3 separate regions of the Mus musculus genome follow, and all the other regions are linked to region 2. Evidence: chromatin contacts called from public ChIA-PET and Hi-C data. All regions are on one chromosome and are shown on one strand. Each heading gives the region's core, a stretch centred on a gene start, on an enhancer-like site or on the middle of the called end of the contact. The rest is flanking DNA. Distances are from core to core; before and after follow the strand shown. Region 1 holds the start of Cnn2 (calponin 2). Region 2 holds the start of Mob3a (MOB kinase activator 3A). Region 3 holds the start of Ncln (nicalin).

Region 1 (4,386 bases), core at 9-2,508, 710 kb before region 2:
TGGCTCAGGTCTGGGGAAATAGCTGCTCTTGCAGAGAACCTGGTTGTGGCACCTGCAGTTGCTGTCTCAGTGCTCAGCACAGTGGCCTGGATGCCCTGATACCCTGCTAAGCCTGTGTGCACCCCACACAGCATGGCCGCTCTTGACAAGTGCTTTCTTTAACTATTCCAAAAAGGTCTTCAGTGTCCCGACACCTGGGGCTTCCTGCCTGGTCACAGGAACCTGTGTTGTCCACAGTTTGGGACCATCTGGAGTCCGGTGCTCCACTGTACAAATTCAAAAACTCCAGCAGAGCCCAGAGAGGAAGGATTTGTCTAAATCACAGAAACCCAGAGAGGTGGGAAGAAAGCCACCCTTTAGAAGTATCCAACCACTGGGCGTGGTGGCGCACGCCTTTAATCCCAGCACTTGGGAGGCAGAGGCAGGTGAATTTCTGAGTTCGAGGCCAGCCTGATCTACAGAGTGAGTTCCAGAGAAATCCTGTCTCGAAAAAACTATGCTTCCGTCCTATGGCCAAGGCCTCTCTGTCAAGCCCTGAGACTCCCAGCATCTGTCTGCCTGTGTTCCGTGGGGCAGGACCAGCCCCTCAGGAATCAACTTGATCCATCTACAGACTCAGGTTGAGCTCAGGCACTTACTGAAAGGATATCATCCTCAGCCACTCCACCCTCACACAGTCAGCCAGCAACCCTCAGCCCTTCTGGGAGCCCCACCCCGACCTCCAACCGATCGCCTTCTCCCACCCTCCATATTTTGCACTTGGTGTTCTAGCAGAAAGCCTTTTCCCTTTGGACTGAAAAACTCATCCATCAGTGCTCCAGCTCCCGAGGCCTCCTTCTCTGAGAAGCTCCCCTCGAGAATCCTGTCTATGCCGCCCCTGCCCCTTCCCACTGAGATGTTTGGAGAGGGAGCAAGATTCTGGTAAGTGCCGGTAGTGGCAGAGAAGGTTTCTAGCCAGATTTTAGGATTTAGGGTCCCACCGAACAGTTTTCTGTCTCTCACTATGATACAGGAGGAGTAAACTGACTTCTGGCCCAGGTCGGAAGCCCACGCCCTTCGCTGCCTCAGTTTCCCGCAACTACAAACGGGACGGCGGGCCCCTCCTGATCGGCCGGGATGCTAGGGTGGCTCCGGCGGGCGGGGGTCCCGGCGGCCGAGGGGGGCTCAGGAAGTCGCGGCCACAGGAATTCGGCGCTTCCACGCCTTATAAGGACATTTGCTCTGCCAGCCAATCGGCGGCGGGGGCGGCGCTCAGCCCCGTCCCGGGCCGTCCGCCCGCAGCCCGACCCTCTGCCGGTCCCGCTGGTCCTCCTGTCCCGCTCCGGGGTCCCGCGCCATGAGCTCCACGCAGTTCAACAAGGGCCCGTCCTACGGGCTCTCGGCCGAGGTCAAGAACCGGGTGAGTGGGTTGCGGGGCTTGCCAGCCTCGAACGCACGACCAATGGGAGCGGGGCTCGCCAGCCTCGAACGCGCGACCGATGCATGAGCCGGGACAGCTGGGCTTTGCTTTACCCTGATATCCGGAGGGTCTGGGGTGCTGTGGGAAGCTGTGGCGTCTGGGAGGCTGGGGACCCATTTTATCCGCATCCTGAATGTCACCTCCAGCCCCGCCCCTGGACCTCTCAGTCCCCGGCGCCCCGGGCTTCCTGCACTCTGTGCCCCTTGCAGGATGTAAGAAAGTTAAGGTCCGGGAGAGAGAAAGCGAGCACACGAGCGATCCGGGCGTCTGAGAGTGCCCCCTGAGGCCCCATCTTCATTACCTGTCGAAACTTCCGTTTCATCTAAGCCACTTAAGTTGGGGACAGGGAAGGGGGCGGGGCCGGTGGCCTTCTTAACAGGGTGTGGTCCGTTCCAGGACTCCCACACACACCTGGGAAAGGGCTCACTGAGAGGAACCGCAAATGCAGGAGAACACTGAAGTCACCAGTTTCGGAGGGACATCTGGGGAGCCATACAGCAAGGTGTCCTGAGCTGATGAGGGAGACACTGATCCCAGACTTAGGGGGCTCAGGCCTGACATCCTGAAACCTTCTAGATAGATCCGCCAACCACACGCACACACCTGGCACCTGGGAATGCAAGTTTCACAGTCAGCTAAAGCCAAGCAACCTGCCTAGGCACGCTGAAGCTACCAGTCGGACCCACCTCCGACTGGCACCTGCCAGGTCCCTACAAGTGACACGAGAGGCATACCTACCTCATGCCACCCATGTGCTATCCTCAGCCTGCTAGAGACAAGTTGCTATTTCACTTCCCACCCTGGGCTCAGAGAGGTTGCTCTAGCTCCCCAGAGACACACAGCATTCTGACGACCCTGCCCAATTCTTCCTGGACAGACTGGACATCTCCCTGGAACAGAGAAAGTGAAAGAAAGAGTCAGGACAGCCCTAAGGATAGAGTTTTAGGAGCTGGGTGGGGCCAGGGACAGGTCAGCACTTGCTCAGGGGATGAGCTCTCAGATCCCCTCCAACTGTGGAGCTGGGAAGTGGACCCCCCCCCCCCAGTAGCCTGCAGGGGTCACAGAAGGGTTGCATCGTCCACTGGGAGGGGGGATCCGGAGACTTTTCTGCCTGACCTATGTGCCTCAGTTTACCCCCCTAGCTGGCCCATATCCCGTGGGACTTTGTTCGGTCCAGTTGAGGAGCCTGGCCACTGGGGAACAGCTGGTCTTGATTTAGACCCGGGAGGCCACCGCATTCCTGGTAGTTTGTGGCCTGCGGGCAGGAATGCGCTGAAGGGCAGTGGGGAGGGAGGTGGCCGCAGCGGGCGGGACTGAGCCCCTGCCCTCCTCCTTGGTCCTCAGAGTGGCTAGGGACGTGGCACAGCTGGACCAGGCATGCTTGGCGTCCCTGGCCGACCCCTGTTCCCCTCTGGGCTGTCCTTGCTTTTTCCTGTGGGAACAGCTGCCCCGACTGCCCCTGCACCCAGCTAATCCCACTTCGAAGGATTTTAAAAGACAGGAAGGGGAGAGGGAGCGCCTGACAGCGAACTCTTACACAAACCAGTCCATATAGGAAACTGCCGGGCATGGTGGCGCACGCCTTTAATCCCAGCACTCGGGAGGCAGAGGCAGGCAGTTTTCTGAGTCGTAGGCTAGTGGTCTACAAAGTGAGCTCCAGGACAGCCAGGGCTACACAGAGAAACCCTGTCTCGAAAAACCGGGGGGGGGGGGGCCGGGGGACTGGCGGATGGAGAGATGGATGGGAGCACTGATTGCCCTTTTGAAGGACCCAGCAGCACTGTGACTCCAAAATCTCACACCCTCACACAGACACATAAAGTAAAGATTAAAAAAAAAAAAAAAAGAATACTGCACTCCTTTAATCCTGTGTGAATCTCTGACCTGGTCTATATAGAGAGTGAGAGCAGAGAACCCCCCCCCAAAAAAAAAGAAAGAAAGAAAGAAAGAAAGAAAGAAAGAAAAAATGAAAGGAAGGAAAGAAAGAGATGGGGAAACTGAGGCCAGGAGAGTTGAGTTTTTTTTTCACTGCCCACACAGGGCAGCTCTCCTGCTGCCTTGAGAACATGAGAGAAATCTGTAGAGGGAGCGCCCGCCGGGGGGCTCCCAGCGTGGTGCGGCTCCCAGCGCGGCGCATCGGTGGGAAGTTGAGTATGTAGGTCGGGCCTCCTCGGAGGTCGGCCAGCTGGAATACTGCTCAGCCACGAAAAAGAACAGGCCTCTACAAGTGTCAGTAGTGAACCTTCTGGATGCAAAGCCCTCTGCCTATAGGAAGTGCTCAGACACTGTGAGGATGGACTGGCGCTGGACCACCAGCTGAGCTGGTGCTGAGTGCTGGTGCTGGTGCTGACTTAACACAGCCTGTTGCTTTCATCCCCAGCACACCAAGGTGACACGTGTCATCCTGCTCTAGGGAGGTGGCGGCAGGAGGTGGCGGCAGGAGGTGGCCTGGGCTTTCAGACACCCTTCTTGCCCCGCTGTCTCTGGCCTCATCTACGAGGCCACTCCCACGGGGGCGTGTCTGCTTCTCACCTCAGTCCTAGCTCTTTGCTCTTCCAGCTCCTGTCCAAATATGACCCCCAAAAGGAAGCAGAACTCCGAAGCTGGATAGAGGGACTCACGGGCCTCTCCATTGGCCCTGACTTCCAGAAGGGTCTGAAAGATGGGGTTATCCTATGCACGTGAGTGTTTATCAGCGCACAAGGGCATCGCCCCTGAGCGCTCCTCAATGCATGGCTGCTGTATGTTGTATGTTTCTGGTTTTTTTTTTTTTTCTTGTCTTATTGCATGATCTCTCTTTTATTGTTCATTCTCTTTGCTCACTGTGTTGTCTTTTTAAATTGTATTATTTAGGGTCTACTTCATTTTTATTTGTGTCTGTTTTTCCTGCCCAACCCCACCCCATCTGTGTGCACATGATTGCACTT
Region 2 (4,374 bases), core at 1,614-4,113:
GGTGGCGAGAGCAGCGCATGAGCATAGGGCGCTCCAGCAAGGCCTGGGGTTTGGGGTCACAAGCCTCTGGAACTGCAGTCCTCTGGGGATCTGGTGGTCGCTGCACCAGCCATACACATACATGCAGGCAACTCATAAAATAAAAACAAATACATCATGACACGGTCTCAGCACTCACCCCACAGGCACATAGGAAGAATTAAAACATAAGGAACATCAGGGGACCCCCAAGGGACCACAGCATGGAAGGAAGAGCTGGCTCCTGTCAAGGAGTCCACCAACCTCCGTAAGGTTGCCTGCTGTAGCTTGCACATGCACGCTAAACAAATATAGTAGTAGTAAGTAGTAGTGGGGCTGGAGAGATGGCTCAGTGGGTAAGAGCACTGACTGCTCTGCCAGAGGTCCTGAGTTCAAATCCCAGCAACCACATGGTGGCTCACAACCACCTGTAATGGGGTCTGATGCCCTCTTCTGGTGTGTCTGAAGACAGCTACAGTGTACTTACATGTAAGAAATAAATAAAAATCTTTAAAAAAAAAAAACAGTAGTGGTAGTCGTAATGCAAACATCGATAGCTGGGCAGTGGTGCACACTTTTGATTCCAGTACTGGGGAGGTAGAGGCAGACAGATTTCTATAAGCTTGAGGCCAGCCTGATCCACACAGCAAGCTCCAGCTCCAGGATATACATAGAACCACATAGAGAGCCCTTGTCTCAACCCCTATCCCTAAAAGCAGGAAGTCACCACACCTTTGAGTGATGGGATAAATGTCTTGGAAGCCTCTAGATCTCTATGAGCGCCAAATACAGTTTTAAATTTTCTGGTAGCCTCATAAAAGAAAAAAAAAGAGAGATGAAATGTACAACAATATTCATATTTTTGCTAATTTATGATGTGTTCTGCCCCATTGTAAAGCCATTATAACTGGATATATCCATTCCTGCAGTTCTAGTTCTTGGGGGGGCTGAATCAGGAGAACTTGACACGGTCCTGGGCTACCGAGGGAGTGACAAGCCAGCTGGGATGTGTACACCGCTGGAGCCATAGCTCTGTGCGTAAGAGTGCTCGGCTGTTCTTGCAGAGGTCTGGGATTCAGGTCCCTGCACTCACATGGCAGCTCACAACCGCACGTGACACCCTCAGAAGAGGCTCCTGTAGGCAAGTGGCACACATACACACACAATAAAAACTACATTTCTCCTAGGTAAGAGGCATGCCATTCACACAGTGCCCTGCAGTGTCGTCCTGGTCTCAGGGTGACACTAAGGTCGGGGATGGGGGGCTCTGCTCAGTCCACATCTCTGATCCCAGACAGATAAATTTCAATTCAAACATATGTTTCTATCACGTTCACTCCGCCCTAACATTGAAATTAATTCTACTTTGGGGTAGGGCTTATCACCCCCCTCCTCCAATACTGGGGAGGAACCCAGGCTCATACACACCCTAAGTTAATGTTCTGCTCCTGAGCCCTCACTGGGGGAATTCTAGGCGGGGCTCCACCCTGATTACACCCCCAGCCCTGTTGCTCTTTTTTTTTAAGATTTATTTTATATATGTGAGTACACTGTTGCTGTCTTTATACACACCAGAAGAGGGCATCAGATCCCATTACAGATGGTTGTGAGCCACCATGTGGTTGCTGGGAATTGAATTCAGGACCTCAGGAAGAGCACTAGCCCCCTTTTGCTCTTTTTGAGGTGAGATTTCACTAAGTGTCCCAGGCTGCCCTTGAACTTAAATGGCACTGGAATGGATCAAGATGGAGAAAGGACAGACATCAAGAAGCCCCAGGGGTGGAACTCTCTAGCCTTGTCACCTCTGCTGTTCACTGAGTTCTAAAAACAAGCCCAGGACAGGGGCGGTTAAAACCTGGTTTTCGGAAGTTCTCAGGTTATCTGCTTCTGCCTTTGTCAATGGTTAAGTCTGTGGTCTCTTTTGCATCCTGCTGCCTCCAGCTAGCACCTCTCTGAAGCCCCATCACTTACAGAGCTAGTAACCACTTCCTCCATGCTGAAGGAAGAGCTGGCTGACCTGAGAGTCCTACCTAACTGTCCCCTGACACTCCCACCCCTAGTTCCTGAGCTCCCAACTCTGCATAACGGTAGCAAATCAGAAACCAAAGTTACAAGGATACACGTGGAGCTCTGGAATAATAATTGCCCTGCCTTAACACTATGCCAACCTCTACTTGACTGTAGGCACTTTATTCTATGGAGCCTAGGGAAGGGGTGGAGGCAGGAGGGAAGAGAAAAGGCAAAGTTATTGGCGCAGACCTTTAATCTCAGCGTTCAGGAGGCACAGGCAGGGTGATCTCGCTGAGTTCCAGGATAGCCTGGGCTAAATATAAAAGGAAAGAATTAAAGAAAAGAAAAGAAAAGAAAAGAAAAAAGAAAAAGAAACTGCGGCCAAAGTTAACTTTCTGTGATCTGTTTTTGAGTCTCTCCATCCAGCCTTTCAATGGCTTATTTAGGGGAGGCCGAGGAGTGCTGAAGAGGCAGAAGTAGGGATAGAACCCAGGGCTTTCTACACACAAGGCAAATGCTTCACTCCAGAGCAAGAGCCCAGACCTTCAATGAAGTTTAACAGAAACGTGATCATTTCAAACAAATGAGTCAGCGGAGATGGGAAGGAGGATCCTATCCAGCCGCTGGAGGCTAGCCTGTGCTATCTAGGACCTCAAATATTAAACACGCTTTTGATCCATGACGCTTCCTTTCTCCCTCCTTTTGACAGATCCAGGTCCCCAGCGCCCACTCTGGGCCGGTCGCTGGACACTGTCACCCTGAGGGATGAAGTCCCGCTGCCCGCCGCCCGCCTTGGCCCTCGGAGGACCCACCTGGCTGTCCGGAACCGTCTCTCGCTTCGCCCAGTCTCCGGCCGCGCCCGCAGAGGGACACGCCCGCGGAGGGACACGCCGCACGCCCCGCCCAGGCCGCGCCCGCCAGCCGGATTTACTTCCCTTAAAGGGAAGCAGCCCGGATGGAGGTGTGGCGCCCGAGTTCGGAGGATCACGGTGTGAAAGGCAGGCGGCACTCCGCGCCCCTGGAGACCAGGACGGGCGCTGCTAATTGGCTGTAGTGGAGCGGATGAGGGGCGGGACGAGCCCTCCCTCGCTGGCTCGGGAACTGGCGCCAGCCCAAAGCGCATGCGTAAGGCGCTGTGGATGGGGTGGAGCCTGGGGACAGACTGGCATTACCAGTTGCCAATTGTAACTGGAGAGATTCAGTTACACTCTCCTGGGGAGATCCAGTAGAGCCAGCCCTGGGACAGAAGTCCGGATGGCGGTGGGGTGGGTGTGGTGACAGGCTAGAAAGGGGTGGAGCCATCCGTGGGCGGTACCAGGCCTGTAGGCGGAACCAGGCCTGGGACAGGAGTCTAATCGGGGCCTGGCCAGGTAGGGGCGGAGCCATCCGTGGGCAGGCGCTGTCTTTTTTTTTTTTTTCGAGACAGGGTTTCTCTGTGTAGTCCTGGCTGTCCTGGAACTCACTTTGTAGACCAGGTTGGCCTCGAACTCAGAAATTCGCCTGCCTCTGCCTCCCAAGTGCTGGGATTAAAGGCTTGCGCCATCAGGCCCGGTGGGCGGGACATGTCTAAGCGGGGCGGGACCAGAGTTGGAAGCATGATCAGGCCCGGGCAGGGGATGGCGCGGCCAGGGTCCACAGCGCGAGCTGTTGGTTGGTGCGGCGTGGCAGGGCGTGGCGCGGGAGGCACCGTTGGTTGGTGCGCGGCTGGAGGGTGCGGCGCTGGCGGCGCCGATGTTTGGGCAAGGCAGGCTGGGCCAGGCCATGGCCCTGCTGTTGTTTCTGGGCATGACAGCGGCGCTGGCCCGGGGCTGCCTGCAGTGCGACCCCAATTTCGCGGAGAAGTTCTCCTTCTATCGTCACCACGTGAACCTCAAGTCGTGGTGGGTGGGTGACATTCCTGTGTCGGGGATGCTGCTCTCCGATTGGATCCAGAACACGATGAAGGAGCTCCATCTGGCCATTCCTGCTGAGATCAGTGAGCGGCGGAACCCATTCCAGGGTCAGAAGAGCAGCAGGGAACCGGGCAGGGCCACTCATTTGCTTGCTTTTTCCTCCTGCCCTTAGCCCGGAAGAAGCTATATCAAGTAGCAGAAGCCGTGTACCAGAGGATGGACCAGCTGTACCAGGGGAAGATGTACTTCCCAGGTAAAAAGAGAAACAGGTGGGGCCGGTGCGAGCTGCTACGCACCTGAACTTGACCGTTCTGCTGTGACTCTCACATCAGGGTATTTCCCCAATGAGCTGCGGGCCATCTTCCGGGAGCAAGTGCGCCTCATCCAGAACGCCATCATAGAGAGTGAGCAGTGGGCTCCACAGAGGGGAAGATGATCATGGCCGCTGGCACTT
Region 3 (4,814 bases), core at 2,034-4,533, 790 kb after region 2:
GAGCCCTGGGAGGCAGAGGCAGCCTGGGTCTGCTCATAGATGGACAGCAGTGCCTCGTCCTCCACAGCAAAGTACACAGGGACCACAGTCTCCATGGCCAGCATCTCAGGCTCAATCTCCATGAATTGCTGTGAGGATCGCATGCGTTCAGGGAACTGCAGCCACCCGCAGTGCCTCCCCATCTCAGCCTCCTTCCTGAAGGGGGAGGACAAGGACACCCAGCAGATGCAACCTGAGGGGCAGGCATGGGGACTGAGACACAGGCTTACCCGGACGACATCCTGGGGCACGGCAGCCATGGCCCGGGGCAGGATGATAACCACAGCACCTGCTGACTGTCGCAGAGCCTTCTGATAGTGCTCATAGGAAAAGTCCAGGAGCCGCATAAGCACGCAGCGGCGGCTCAGCACATCTGCGTCCACCGTGCGGGCCTCTGTGTTGAGCACTGCATTCCGCGTGCCTATGGGGGACACGGGGTCATGGCATCATCACAGCTGCCATCCTCCACACAGCACACAGCGAGAGTGGGGCTCTTACAGGACAGGCACGGTATATCCGGCACAGAACCATGGCAGGCCAAGCTGACCCTTAGGGGTCTGAACTGCATGGGCCAGAGGTGAATCGATACAGCAGGATGATCCCTTCAAGAACTGCAGTCCCCTGGGCCCCACTTACAGCCAGACTTGGGGCACTTTGTAAATGCTCAGCTCTCACAAGAATGATGGCAGGCAGTAACCCTAGATGCACATGGCCAGGAGGGGGCAGTGAGTGACTGCTCACTGTGGAGGGGACTCGAGTCCTGTGGAGTCTCCAGGGTGGTCACCTGAATGCTGACACCCAAACCACCATGAAACCCTCCTACCCCAGGACCCAAGTGTCAAAGGTACGTGGTGCTGGGTCTAGAACAGTTCACTTGGGGTCTCCCCAGACACATGGGGGTGAGATGCACTCCAGGGCAGAGCTGGATAGGGACCTGCAGCCCACAGACATGGCTATCACGTGGACACACGGGTCCAGCTGAGGCCCAGCCCCCATGTTCCAGGACTGCAGAATCTAAGGGAGCTAGGTGAGGGAGGGCCTGCCGGGAACAACTTCCCTGGAAGCCAGCAAGGGCCAAGCACCTCCTGGCAGACACCTGACTCCCATCAGGGAGAGGCAACACCTCTCCCTCTTCAACCTGTCCCTGGTTTCTCAGGGTGGCTTGGACAGCAGCTCTCCCTTTGGGTCCCTACAGTGCTTTCTGGAAATCCTGTAGGCCACGTGGCAGGACGGTACTCTGTACCCAGCTTTGCTGTCTGTGAGGAGTGACAGAGCCCCAGTGGGCAGTATTGGCTAGCACCAGTCCCCAGGACTCCCAAACCATTGTGCTACCCACAGGAGGGCAGCCAGTCCCCAAGTGGCACCAGTTCAGAGATACCATAAAGGCAGTGGACAATCAGCAGGCTTCTCCCCGATGCCGGCTGCTCAACTCAGTGGTGTCAATGACCTCATGACAATAAAACTTTATCCACAACCAGGGAGGCCAAGCCTCACCAGTTGGCTCCAGGTTAGTGAGGCAAAGCTGAGCCTGAGGGCCACCGAGCCACTAGGAAGGCTAAAATGCTGAAGTTCTGTTCCAAGGCCCATGATGATAAGAAGACATGCCCTAAGAAGGCCAGAGTCCACAACAGGAGGGATGGTAGCCGGTGTCACAGTCACACCCACAAGTCTCGTTTCCCACCAGCGTTGGTTATTTCTCAACAAGGCCCAGGGGAAGTTGGGTAAGGAGAGGTGCGGAAAGGCTGTGGAGTGGCCAGGGGCTGAGGAACTCAAAGAACTTATGCCCAGGGTTTCTAAAGACCTGCTCTGGCTGGCTGCCCCATCACGAGTCCTCCAGGGTGTAGACAAGATGCAAGAGCCCATTAGTTCTTAACCAGCCAAGGATGGGTGAGAAAGTCACGTTAGGCATCTGGTCCACAATACATGAGCTTATTCACAGACCGGCCCACCCAAGATTCTGTGCATGTGAGACCCAGACATGGAAATGCATGGTCTAGGAACTGCCCTCCAGATCGCGGAATGCTCTGGAACAACTGTGGGAGCTCAGAAGCTATGCTTCACAGCTTAGTGGTGTCCACGGTTCCCCCGCCATCAGTGACACCCCACAGTGGCAGTTTAGCAGGTGGCCCTTCCGAAGATACCAGGCCACAAGGATCTGCAAGCAAATGCTTACGACATTGGGACACCTGGCCACCTACTCCTTGGCCTAGGGTAAGGTCCCCCACCCCAGGGTGCTCTACATGCCAGGGCACTGTTCTGGGGCCACTGTTCTGGGTCCTGCAAGGTGCTGGGCAGCCACCTGGCCTCGACCCCTTAGAGCTCCCCGAGCTGGGGCAGCAACATGACCCCTGCCATGGCAACACAGTTTTAAAGAGAAATTAATGCAATTCTGGGTATAGGGGCCACATAGGCTTGGGTGCACACACCAGGCTGCCACACCCGCTCAAAAATGGGGGCCCGGCCTTGGCATTCAGGCAAAGACAGTATCAAGGCTGAGAGGCAAACCAAAGAGCAGGGTGCGGGAAGCTCTGAGAGGCCCCAAACCTAGGCATGGGGACAGAGATCCTGGGGAACCCTGGCGAGGAGTGGGGAGCAGAGCAAAGGGGTGAAAGTATGGTACTGTGGGAACCAAGGCCCCAGGAAACCCCAGGACACCAGGCCCGGGGGCTGACGCCGGCCTGAGAGTGGTCTGAGGCAACCGCTGACAGAGAGGGATCAGGGTGACATGGGATCGAGGAGAGATAGGAATCAGGGTGGCGATGATGGGATGGGGTGACAGGAGTCAGTGAAACAGCAGGGGAACTGAGGGAACAGAGCTGCCAGGAACAGTAAGTCAATGGGGAGACCGGGATAGCAGTCGGAGTTCCTCTGCCTGACAGTGGGAGGATCGCAGTGACTGGGGGACTAGTGTGGCAGTAAGGGGGACGGCGGCGTCAAGAGAAGAGGTCAGGGGTCGCGCACCGTATGGCTGGCCCTGCAGGTCGTACTGCTGCATGCGGTACACGGTGAACTCGTGCGCGGCGTCGGCGGCGGGCAGCGGCGGCGCCACGAGCAGCAACACGGCGGGCAAGAAGACGATAAAGCCGAGTGGCAGGCACGACGCCTTCAGCACGTTCTCGAGCACCTCGCCCGCTTCCTCCAACATCCCGGCGGGCGGCAGGCCGCAAAGGCGGCAGCGACGGAGGGCGACGGGAAGCGGCCGAGGCTCGGCGGACTCAGCTCGGCATGGGCGGCTGCTGAGGTCCTTCGGGGAGAGCCACGAACAGCCCGCGCCTGCCCTAGGGTCCTTCGGGCAGCACTGCGGACGGCCCTGTCTGCCGCGCCGCCTTCTGGGAAATGTAGTCTTTCTTGTGAGCGAGCCTCGTTTTAAACGGCTCCGCGCGCTGTGGAACCCTGGGAGTTGTAGGCACACTTAGACTCGCACTAGGGCCTCTCGGAAGCTGTGACAGTCCTTATGCGCGGAGCCCCCTGGAAGTTGTAGTCCCACTGTGCCGCTCCTAGAAGCTATGGTGGACAATCTACTGCTACTGAACTCATCCAAGCCGCAAAACACAGATGACTTACAAAGCTATTAAAAACCATTCCCAGTAAATCTTGTTTAAGCCCCATGTTTGGAGTCGTTAATGAAAGGACAATCCAAAACCTAAAGTGCAGGACGTGACCGTTCGACCCGGAAAGATGTAGGAAAGGAAAGAGAAAGTGCCCGCCTGGTGCCTTGTTTCTCTGGGAATTGTAGTCCTATCGGGCAAGCACAAAGGAATATGGGAACTAGAGTCGTTCTTTTAGTCTTTGAAAGGAGAGGGGATTAGAATGCGAGAAAATAAAATAAAATAAAATAAAAGAGAAAGAGAGAGAGGTGAGGCCTTTGTCTTGAAGGTGCTAGCTCTCTGATCACAAGACACTCTGACTACAGGTGTTCTACAGGATTTAAGTGAATGAGTGAAAAGCTGGTTAAAAAAATAATATTCGGGGCAGGTGGTAAGGTAGGAAGGCAAGAATTGGCGCGGACTTTAATGGCAGTGGGGAGATCAAGATAGCTAAAATGAGACTAGTGTGACGATGGGAGGTCTTTAGTATCCCTGTTCATACTTGGGACATATTTAACCTAACATTTTTGGTTTGCCCTATTGCAACTTCAATGGATTTGACTAGTCCCTGTGTCTTGGGGTAAGTTAAGATGTGAATTAAAATTATATGTCACTCACACCTCTAGAAATACAATAAATAAGAAATAAAAGACCAGACACTGCCACCCACCCACTGGCAGCCACAGGTGGGAATTTGATATGCAAACTGGCATGAACTGACTTTGAGTAAGATTCGCGACTGGTGAGTGCTGGCTTTCGAAGCCTGTGGAGAACTTGGGGATGGTGCCTTCTCTGAAGACCATTTGCCTTAGGTAAGAAAACAGATTCTAAGACTCAAACTTGTGGTCCTTTCCCCCGGGTGAGTGATAACTGCCAACTGTATACCGAGGCCACAGACAATCAGAACTGAAAGTGTAGAAAAGAAAACAGATGATGTGTGTCCAACAGCGTGAACTTCTGCCATCTATAACTGTGACAATCCCTACCATCCTAGAGTCACTGCCAGCGCGCCTCGGTTACAATACACTGAGAAACGGAATGTGGAGGTTTCGTTCATTTTAATGAATTTTATGCAGCCATGCATGGCTTGCAGCTGCACTATCACATGGTAGGGTCCACAGCTCCCTGCCACAGCATATCTCCGTGATTCAGAACAGGAAGGGCGAGGCTGCGGGGTTACAGGACCAG

Evidence for each region. Hi-C and Micro-C count contacts between places; a contact is called where the count stands out from the background. ChIA-PET counts read pairs in DNA pulled down with a chosen protein or histone mark.
Region 1: a contact with region 2 is called in an RNA polymerase II ChIA-PET map of memory CD8 T cells, with 164 read pairs. The contact joins the promoter of Cnn2 here to the promoter of Mob3a in region 2. A contact is called at or near these places in 2 of 39 promoter capture datasets (liver and pre-B cells), 2 of 484 Hi-C or Micro-C datasets (CD4 T cells and uterus), 3 of 115 datasets of contacts at active chromatin or transcription factors (bone marrow-derived macrophages, memory CD8 T cells and pancreatic cancer cells) and 2 of 9 other capture datasets (adipose tissue and liver).
Region 3: a contact with region 2 is called in a Hi-C map of CD4 T cells, with 4 times the contacts expected there. The contact joins the promoter of Ncln here to the promoter of Mob3a in region 2. A contact is called at or near these places in 1 of 484 Hi-C or Micro-C datasets (CD4 T cells) and 2 of 115 datasets of contacts at active chromatin or transcription factors (bone marrow-derived macrophages and pancreatic cancer cells).

The regions. Positions count from the first base shown.
Region 1 is chr10:79,987,342-79,991,727 of GRCm38.p6, forward strand. Cnn2 (calponin 2) reads left to right here and starts at 1,259. Exons shown (of 7, transcript NM_007725.2): 1 at 1,259-1,399; 2 at 4,019-4,140. The coding sequence starts at 1,337.
Region 2 is chr10:80,698,957-80,703,330 of GRCm38.p6, forward strand. Mob3a (MOB kinase activator 3A) reads right to left here and starts at 2,864. Exons shown (of 4, transcript NM_172457.2): 1 at 2,841-2,864. Izumo4 (IZUMO family member 4) reads left to right here and starts at 3,737. Exons shown (of 10, transcript NM_027829.3): 1 at 3,737-4,003; 2 at 4,093-4,173; 3 at 4,253-4,324. The coding sequence starts at 3,760.
Region 3 is chr10:81,493,080-81,497,893 of GRCm38.p6, forward strand. Ncln (nicalin) reads right to left here and starts at 3,284. Exons shown (of 14, transcript NM_134009.3): 1 at 3,001-3,284; 2 at 270-460; 3 at 1-128. The coding sequence starts at 3,184. S1pr4 (sphingosine-1-phosphate receptor 4) reads right to left here. Exons shown (of 1, transcript NM_010102.2): 1 at 4,666-4,814.